2 separate regions of the Mus musculus genome follow, and region 1 is linked to region 2. The links are chromatin contacts, called in public HiChIP or PLAC-seq maps. All regions are on one chromosome and are shown on one strand. Each heading gives the region's core, a stretch centred on a gene start, on an enhancer-like site or on the middle of the called end of the contact. The rest is flanking DNA. Distances are from core to core; before and after follow the strand shown. Region 1 has its middle 26 kb from the start of Mxi1. Region 2 overlaps Xpnpep1 (X-prolyl aminopeptidase (aminopeptidase P) 1, soluble).

The links. HiChIP or PLAC-seq counts read pairs in DNA pulled down with a chosen protein or histone mark.
Region 1: an H3K27ac HiChIP or PLAC-seq map of extraembryonic endoderm stem cells shows a contact between it and region 2. The contact joins two enhancer-like sites. A contact is called at or near these places in 4 of 115 datasets of contacts at active chromatin or transcription factors (extraembryonic endoderm stem cells, large pre-B cells, stem cell-derived neural progenitor cells and 1 more) and 1 of 9 other capture datasets (adipose tissue).

Annotation. Positions count from the first base shown.
Region 1 is chr19:53,283,313-53,286,396 of GRCm38.p6, reverse strand. No RefSeq gene overlaps it. Among named protein-coding and RNA genes, the nearest start is that of Mxi1, 26 kb to the left of the region's middle. Within about 2 kb of position 1,791, at least 87 of the 459 cell types and tissues checked have an H3K27ac peak or open chromatin away from gene starts, as enhancers often do. A contact at or near this core is called in extraembryonic endoderm stem cells, where this site is marked.
Region 2 is chr19:52,999,617-53,002,959 of GRCm38.p6, reverse strand. It overlaps Xpnpep1 (X-prolyl aminopeptidase (aminopeptidase P) 1, soluble), which reads left to right. Exons shown (of 20, transcript NM_001374834.1): 12 at 223-281; 13 at 409-486; 14 at 2,500-2,571. Among named protein-coding and RNA genes, the nearest start is that of Mir6407, 9.5 kb to the left of the region's middle. Within about 2 kb of position 1,904, at least 20 of the 459 cell types and tissues checked have an H3K27ac peak or open chromatin away from gene starts, as enhancers often do. A contact at or near this core is called in extraembryonic endoderm stem cells, where this site is marked.

The DNA of each region.
Region 1 (3,084 bases), core at 542-3,041, 280 kb before region 2:
CAGAAAAAACAAGGTATTTTATTCCCTACCCCCATTATCATCCCTTGGTCCCTAACTGGGTTTGATTTTCTTTAAAGCTTAGATTGACTTTTGGTTGAGTGGGAAAATAGTGGATGAAAAAGGAGATTTTTGAGGAGTTAAAAGATAGAACTATATTATACAATTCTCCAACTGAAAATATCTGTGTCCCAGGTCTCCCTGCTAGAGAATTTTCTTCTACCCCATACTTATGGCTCTCAGATCAAAATTTACTAGAAGGTATCCCTTGAAAATGACCACTCATGTAGCACCAATCTCAGAAAAGACACATTCTTTTGTCTGTAATGTTTTAAATATTTTTCTATTGGTTTTTCAAAAAAGAAAAAAAAAAAAGAGCCAAAAGTAACTCAAGTCCTCTGGCCCTAGGGACAGTGACATCTTAGGCCACGGATGACCTGGTTCACCAAGCTACCCTGACAGGTTCTGAGTGACAGAGCCCTGGAGCTGGACCGAGAGAGCAGGGTTCAAGTCTCAGCTCCAAACACACTGGCACAGAGCTGTGCTTGGGCAGGTTGCTTACTCCTGGGGCCTTGGTTTCCTCTGTGAAGTGAGACTCATTATAATACCTGTGTGCTCACCTCACCCAGCTGGAATGAGAGAACCAGTTGACACAGTGCTCACAAACAGCCGTGTAATTGGTAAAGCGCTGTACAATTATGGGGCCACTATTATTATTTTTTCATGCCCAGACACCGATTCTGTTATTTTTTCAGAGCATCCCATTCTATTCCAGCTAGAAGCTGGGAATTCAACTTTGGTTAAAGCTAGATGAATCTGACCATGAACTGGGGCTGAGAAAGTGGAGAAACTCTTCTTAGTGGCTCCTCTACCTTCCTCCAAAGGGTCCTGAAGGACCTTTTACTTTGAGGGGATTCATAGACCAGTGCCTGTAAAGGGTTGGGGGATCAGGGGACTACCAGTCGCCTTGTGGTGTGGTTGTGTGTTGCAGGTGCCAAACCAGGCCCTAGAGAGAGCAGATTCCCCGCCAAGTAGAGCCTGTGTTGCTGGCAAGTGTGGTCAGGGTTGGTTCCTGGAATGCGATATAATTTGAGGTTCAGATATGCAAATTAGCACAGGTGAAAGGGCAGGAAAGGTTTGTGTAAAAGTAATGGGTTTGTGAGCTCTAGAGGGGACAGCCACATTGGCAAGACTGTTAGTAACGTACACTTTATCATGTAAGATGAGCCAAAAGCATCTCTGTTCTAATCTAGCCTAGGGATCCCGCAGCCTGCCTCTCCATCCTGGAGCAAGAGGGGTCCCAGGCACTTACAGCAGTTGCCCTGTCAACCCTGACTCTTGTTTTCATAAAAAGCCTTGGGCTGCATCTTCACCTGCTGGGATATGCCTTCCCTGTAAGCAGCCAATCTGCCATGTAGGAGCTCCTCATTGAAGGCAATTTTTCTTTTGGGGTGGGGGCCCACCCTCTCCTCCCCCGCCGCCGCCCCGACAGGAGTCCGAATCATTAGCTACTCGCTTCGGCAGTTTTATCATGGAAATGACATATTGAAATACAAATTGGGACGTGTACAGTATAATTACTAATACTGCATATTCATTTCCTTCCTTTGTCGCCATGAAGGCCTCTTCCCAGCCACATCCCCGTGCTGTGTGCAGTCAGCCCTGTGTCATTTTCTTTAGAGCCCAGGCGGGGCTGGAGGGGAAATGCTGGGGAGGGAGTACCTGCCTTCCTCCTCGACCAGGGCTATTTTTGTGCAATGCCGAGCTGACAAGCTGACGAAGCAGTTTGGTCTTCTGAGGTCTAAGGGCTTCCCAGATCTCCCCAAACAGCTCTGTCACTGAGCCAGACACGGGAAGTCCCAGCTGGAGACCTCTTTCAGAAAATTTAGATGTAAACAAGCAAACATTTCCAGGGATGTGGGGCCAGTGTCCCAGGCTGTACCACACAACCTCAGGCAGGACCCTTCCCGTCTCTTGGGATCTTCTTCAAAAAGGAGGTCACAGAAGTTGGTTCACTTGGCTAGCTGCCACGGTTGTACAGGCACTGTTGTAGGCACTCTGCGCTCTGTGACCTAGCCCAGCTCCTTTGTCTGTCCTTCCCCAGGGGAGCCCTGTATCACAAATACCTGACTATAAGGAGAAGTAGTTAAGGGAGTCGGTTCTGGTTCTAATCATAATCATGCCCCTGCCACTGAGCAGTTCTGTCCCTTTGGGTTAGTTTACCTAATGCATCTATAACTCAACTTCCCTGTCTGTGAAATGGGGCTTCTAGTTGTTTCTCTCCATAGAAGTGTTAAAGGGATTAAAAGCTTTAGTTCAGGGTAAGCATGCGTAACAGATACATTGCTTCTTTGGATAGCAAGAGCGATAAGGGTCTGGTTTCTGAGCTTAGGACCAAAAGGTCTTAGCCACTTCTGTACTGACTATGAGGACAAGCCCAGGCTAGCCTGCTGGATGATAAGAAAGCAGGTGAGGCAGAGCTGAGTCAGTCAGCCTTATTGTCTCAGCTGAGGCCCCAGACAGGTAAGAAAGACGGGCCAAGATCAACAAATCAACCCACAGTTAATCCGAAGATGACCACAAGAGCATGCAAAGCGCTATTCCAGACCAGAGGAAGCCCCGGATCAAAACACGGGCTGGAGAGCTAAGTGCATGTGTAATATTTTAAGGCACTGCGTTTCGAGCTGGCTTGTTACGCAGCAGCAGCAGCTACTTGATATATAGAGGAGGCTAGACTTTTCCCTTCTACCTGCTGCCTGCTCCCCTGACCTACTGACTGTGTCAAATAAAGACATGATAGTAAGTTATCAGAGCCAGAACACAGGCAGGCCCTAGAGTCAGAAGACAGACAGACAGAGTTTGAATCTTAGCTCTAGCACACATTAAATTATTTAATTTTTAACACGTTATTTCTCTTCCATGGGAATAATAGTAATAATAATAATAATATCTCTCATAAAATGTTGAATAAGATGGGCGTGGTGGCACACGCCTTTAATCCCAGCACTCGGGAGGCAGAGGCTGGCGGATTTCTGAGTTCAGGGCCAGCCTGGTCTACAAAGTGAGTTCCAGGACAGCCAGGACTAT
Region 2 (3,343 bases), core at 655-3,154:
TCCCGTGAAACATTAAGTGGCTAGAAACCCTTCCACTTTACACAGCTGTGCTGGGAGCCTGCCAGAGTTCCCTCCCTGTTAGAGAGGAGACACAATGTATCCTGAAGAGTGGGCCCTCCGGGTGTGAGAACTGAGCACAAGTCGGCTGTCTAAGGAACCTCTTTCACGGGTCTGGAACACGAGTGACTCCGATGATTGCTAAGCACTTTTTTTTTCTTGCAGGTTCCCAAAGGTGGCGTTACGGAGATCTCTGCGGCTGACAAGGCCGAGGAATTTCGAAGGTAAGTGTCTGATGAGGAGGCCCAGGGACCTTGTGCTGACTCCTTGGCCAGCTGAGTGTGCGGGGAGGGCCTTAGTTCCCAGCTCAGTGCAGACCTTCCAGAGACTCTGCTCTTGTCTGTGTTCCAGGCAGCAGGCTGACTTTGTGGATCTGAGCTTCCCAACGATTTCCAGCACGGGACCCAACGGCGCCATCATCCACTACGCGTAAGGCATGCAGATGGAGCAGCACAGGCCTGGCCTTGCATTTGCCTCTGCACAGGAGTCTGAGCAGGGGAGACAGTTTTCCCAGAGGTCTCGAGTCCACCCATTTGTCTGTGGAGTCTGGAGTGGGAGATAAGATCCCAGAGGCCTCGCCCCCTCTGAGTCCTCAAGTCTCCACCTTTTAGGACTCTCCTCTTCCTTGTTTGCTGCTATTCAGTTTCTTTTGCGATAGACTTTCACTTTGTAGCTCAGGCTGGCCCGGCACTTACTACATAGCCTAGCCTGGCATCAGCCTTGTGATGATCCCCCTGCCTCAGCCCGAGATTACAGGGATCAGTGAGCACACCCGGCCACATTCCTTCCTGAGGCACAGAAGCTCAGAACCCTCGTGTCTTGACTAGCGTTCTGGGGTCCCTTGGGGTCCTGGTCTGCCCTATGTAAGCACCGCTGCTGACATCTAAAAACTGTGCTGCTAACTATGTGCGTAGAGAGATGCTGGACAGCAGAGCCATCTCTCAGGGACTTTGGCTTGATGCCAGCATCCTACTCTAGGGGTTTTGTTTGTTTGTTTGTTTGTTTTTCTTTGCTCCTTAGCACATGATCTGTGAGAGTCCACAAACCCACAGAGCTGAGGCTCCCTGAACTCTTGAGTTCAGGGACATTGCTGTGCTCAGGGCCTGAGCCCTGCTGGTGGCGACGTAAGAAGTGTAGTTAGGTCGGGCATCAGCTTCCCCAGCTCAGCACTTTGGCTCCGTGTAGGGCATCCTGTGCCGTGCTGTGCTGTCTTCCATGTGCAGTAGCGCAAAGGGCGCTCAGCTGTCTCTGGGCTGCAGTTGGACTGGGTTTTTCTCTCTTAAATAATGGTGTTTAGAACTGTTGGTCTTGGGTAGATTTCAGAGCTGTGTGTGGGAGATAGTCACAGACGTGCCGACATCACTCACTCACACTAATGCCTCAGTTCCAACACACAGATGCCAAAGAGTAATGCTCCTGTCGGAACACACAGATCCCAACGGTTTCACTCGGGTGACGAGTTTCATGGTGGAGTTTTTCATATGGGTAGAGCAGGAACAATTTCAAACCCTTTGCCCCTCTTTCGGCGTTTCTTCATTGCAGGCAGTTAGAGTCTGCTTAGAGGCCTGGGCAGTATCCGACTGTCTTGTTATTGCTGGAGAGGGATTGATACCCACAGAGGGTGAACTCAGAGTGAGCAGTCTTCCCTCTGGGCGTTCCCCAGCACAGTGCTACTGTCTAGAATATAGGATGGGGAAGGCAGGTCCCTTCTCACAAAGAGCCATGCAGTAGGAGTGGCCCCACACAGTCTTTCTCTGCAGGGGAAGGTGGGATCTCTTAGCAGAGAGATGCTGGAATAGGGTTCGGAGTCCTGAGATCATGGGCCTTGGCTGTTTGCTTCCTGTCCCTGGAACCCAAGCTTACACTGCTTGCTTTTTGTGTTGTCTGTTTGTTGTTTGAGATAGGGCCTCACTGTGTAGCTTAGGCCTGTCTTAATGTGTAATCCTCCTGCCTCAGCCTCCTTAGTGTCCTGCTTTTTAAAGTCATCTCTCAAACACTGTTTCTGTTCTAGACACAAGCAGTTACTCCTCTGTTCCCCTTTCTTGGTCGGCAAGCTAGGTTGCAAAGTCTTTGAATAGTGTAAGCTTAATGCTTATAATTTATTGGGAAATGGTTCTTTGCATAATTATTTCAGACTTAAATATGTTTTAGGACAAATGTACAGAGGTTGGATATAGTGGTACAGGCCTGTAACCCCAGTATTTGGGGAGGCAGAGACAGTTGGATCTCTTAAGTTTGAGGCCAGCCTGGTCTACTGAGCAAGTTCTAGGACAGCCGGGGCTGTATAGAGGAACCCTGTCTTGAAACACACATACACCCCCACCCCCCTAAAAAAAAAAGAAAGGAAAAAATGGTATACAGTATTTATATGCTGTATTTATATGCTCAGACTTACCAGGGGATTTCGATTTTGGAATAACTAATTCTGTCTGCCTTTGTTAGGCCAGTCCCTGAGACGAACAGGACCCTGTCCCTGGACGAGGTTTACCTCATTGACTCCGGTGCTCAGTACAAGTAAGTGAGCCAGGCTGCTGCAGAGCCTGAGAGTGAACGGCCAGGGGTTGGGGGCAAACTGAGTGTGCCCAGCTGTTACCCCTCGTCGGCTGCTGACGGGTGTTTGCCGTCTCGTCTTGTTTTTCACCTCTCATTTTAAAAGCCCAGTTGTGAATGTTCCCGTGAAGGACGATAGAGCCGGGTAGTCCATGGCTATCAGCTGGTAAACTATGGAACGAGCACTCGAGGGGGAGAGAGCCTTGGGGCCCTGTGAAGATTTCTGCTCCATCCCAGAGAGCTGTCTGCCAGCTCCTACTTGCAGCTCCCGGGGGCCTGAGGAAGACGGGCTAACTTAGAACATACGGATCTGAAATGGACCTGCCTCCGCCTCTCCGTTTCTGTCTGGGTCTTGTTGTTGAGCCCAAGAAGGAGCCAGAGTGGATGTGATGTGTACAGAAGGCCCTTCCCCACTGCCGTGGAAGCCAGTTAGTGACTGGATGACCACAGTCTGGCCTTGCGATCACATGGCGGTCACTTGGTCATAGTATAAATTTTTGTCTTTCCTGAATTTTATAGGAAGATTCTAGAAGTTCTATTTTTGGTGTGAACTAGTGTATGTTAAGAGGCACCTCTGGGTAGTTTTGGGGTCTCTTCAGTACTCCATTGCTCTCCAGCAGCAGGAAAAGGATTTTGGTTTTCTTGCCACAAGTGCTTGGTACAGCCTCTGGTCCTTGGTCTTCTGCTCTTAGTTATAACCTAGTGATGCCTCTGACATGGAGTAAAGCTCCTTGTA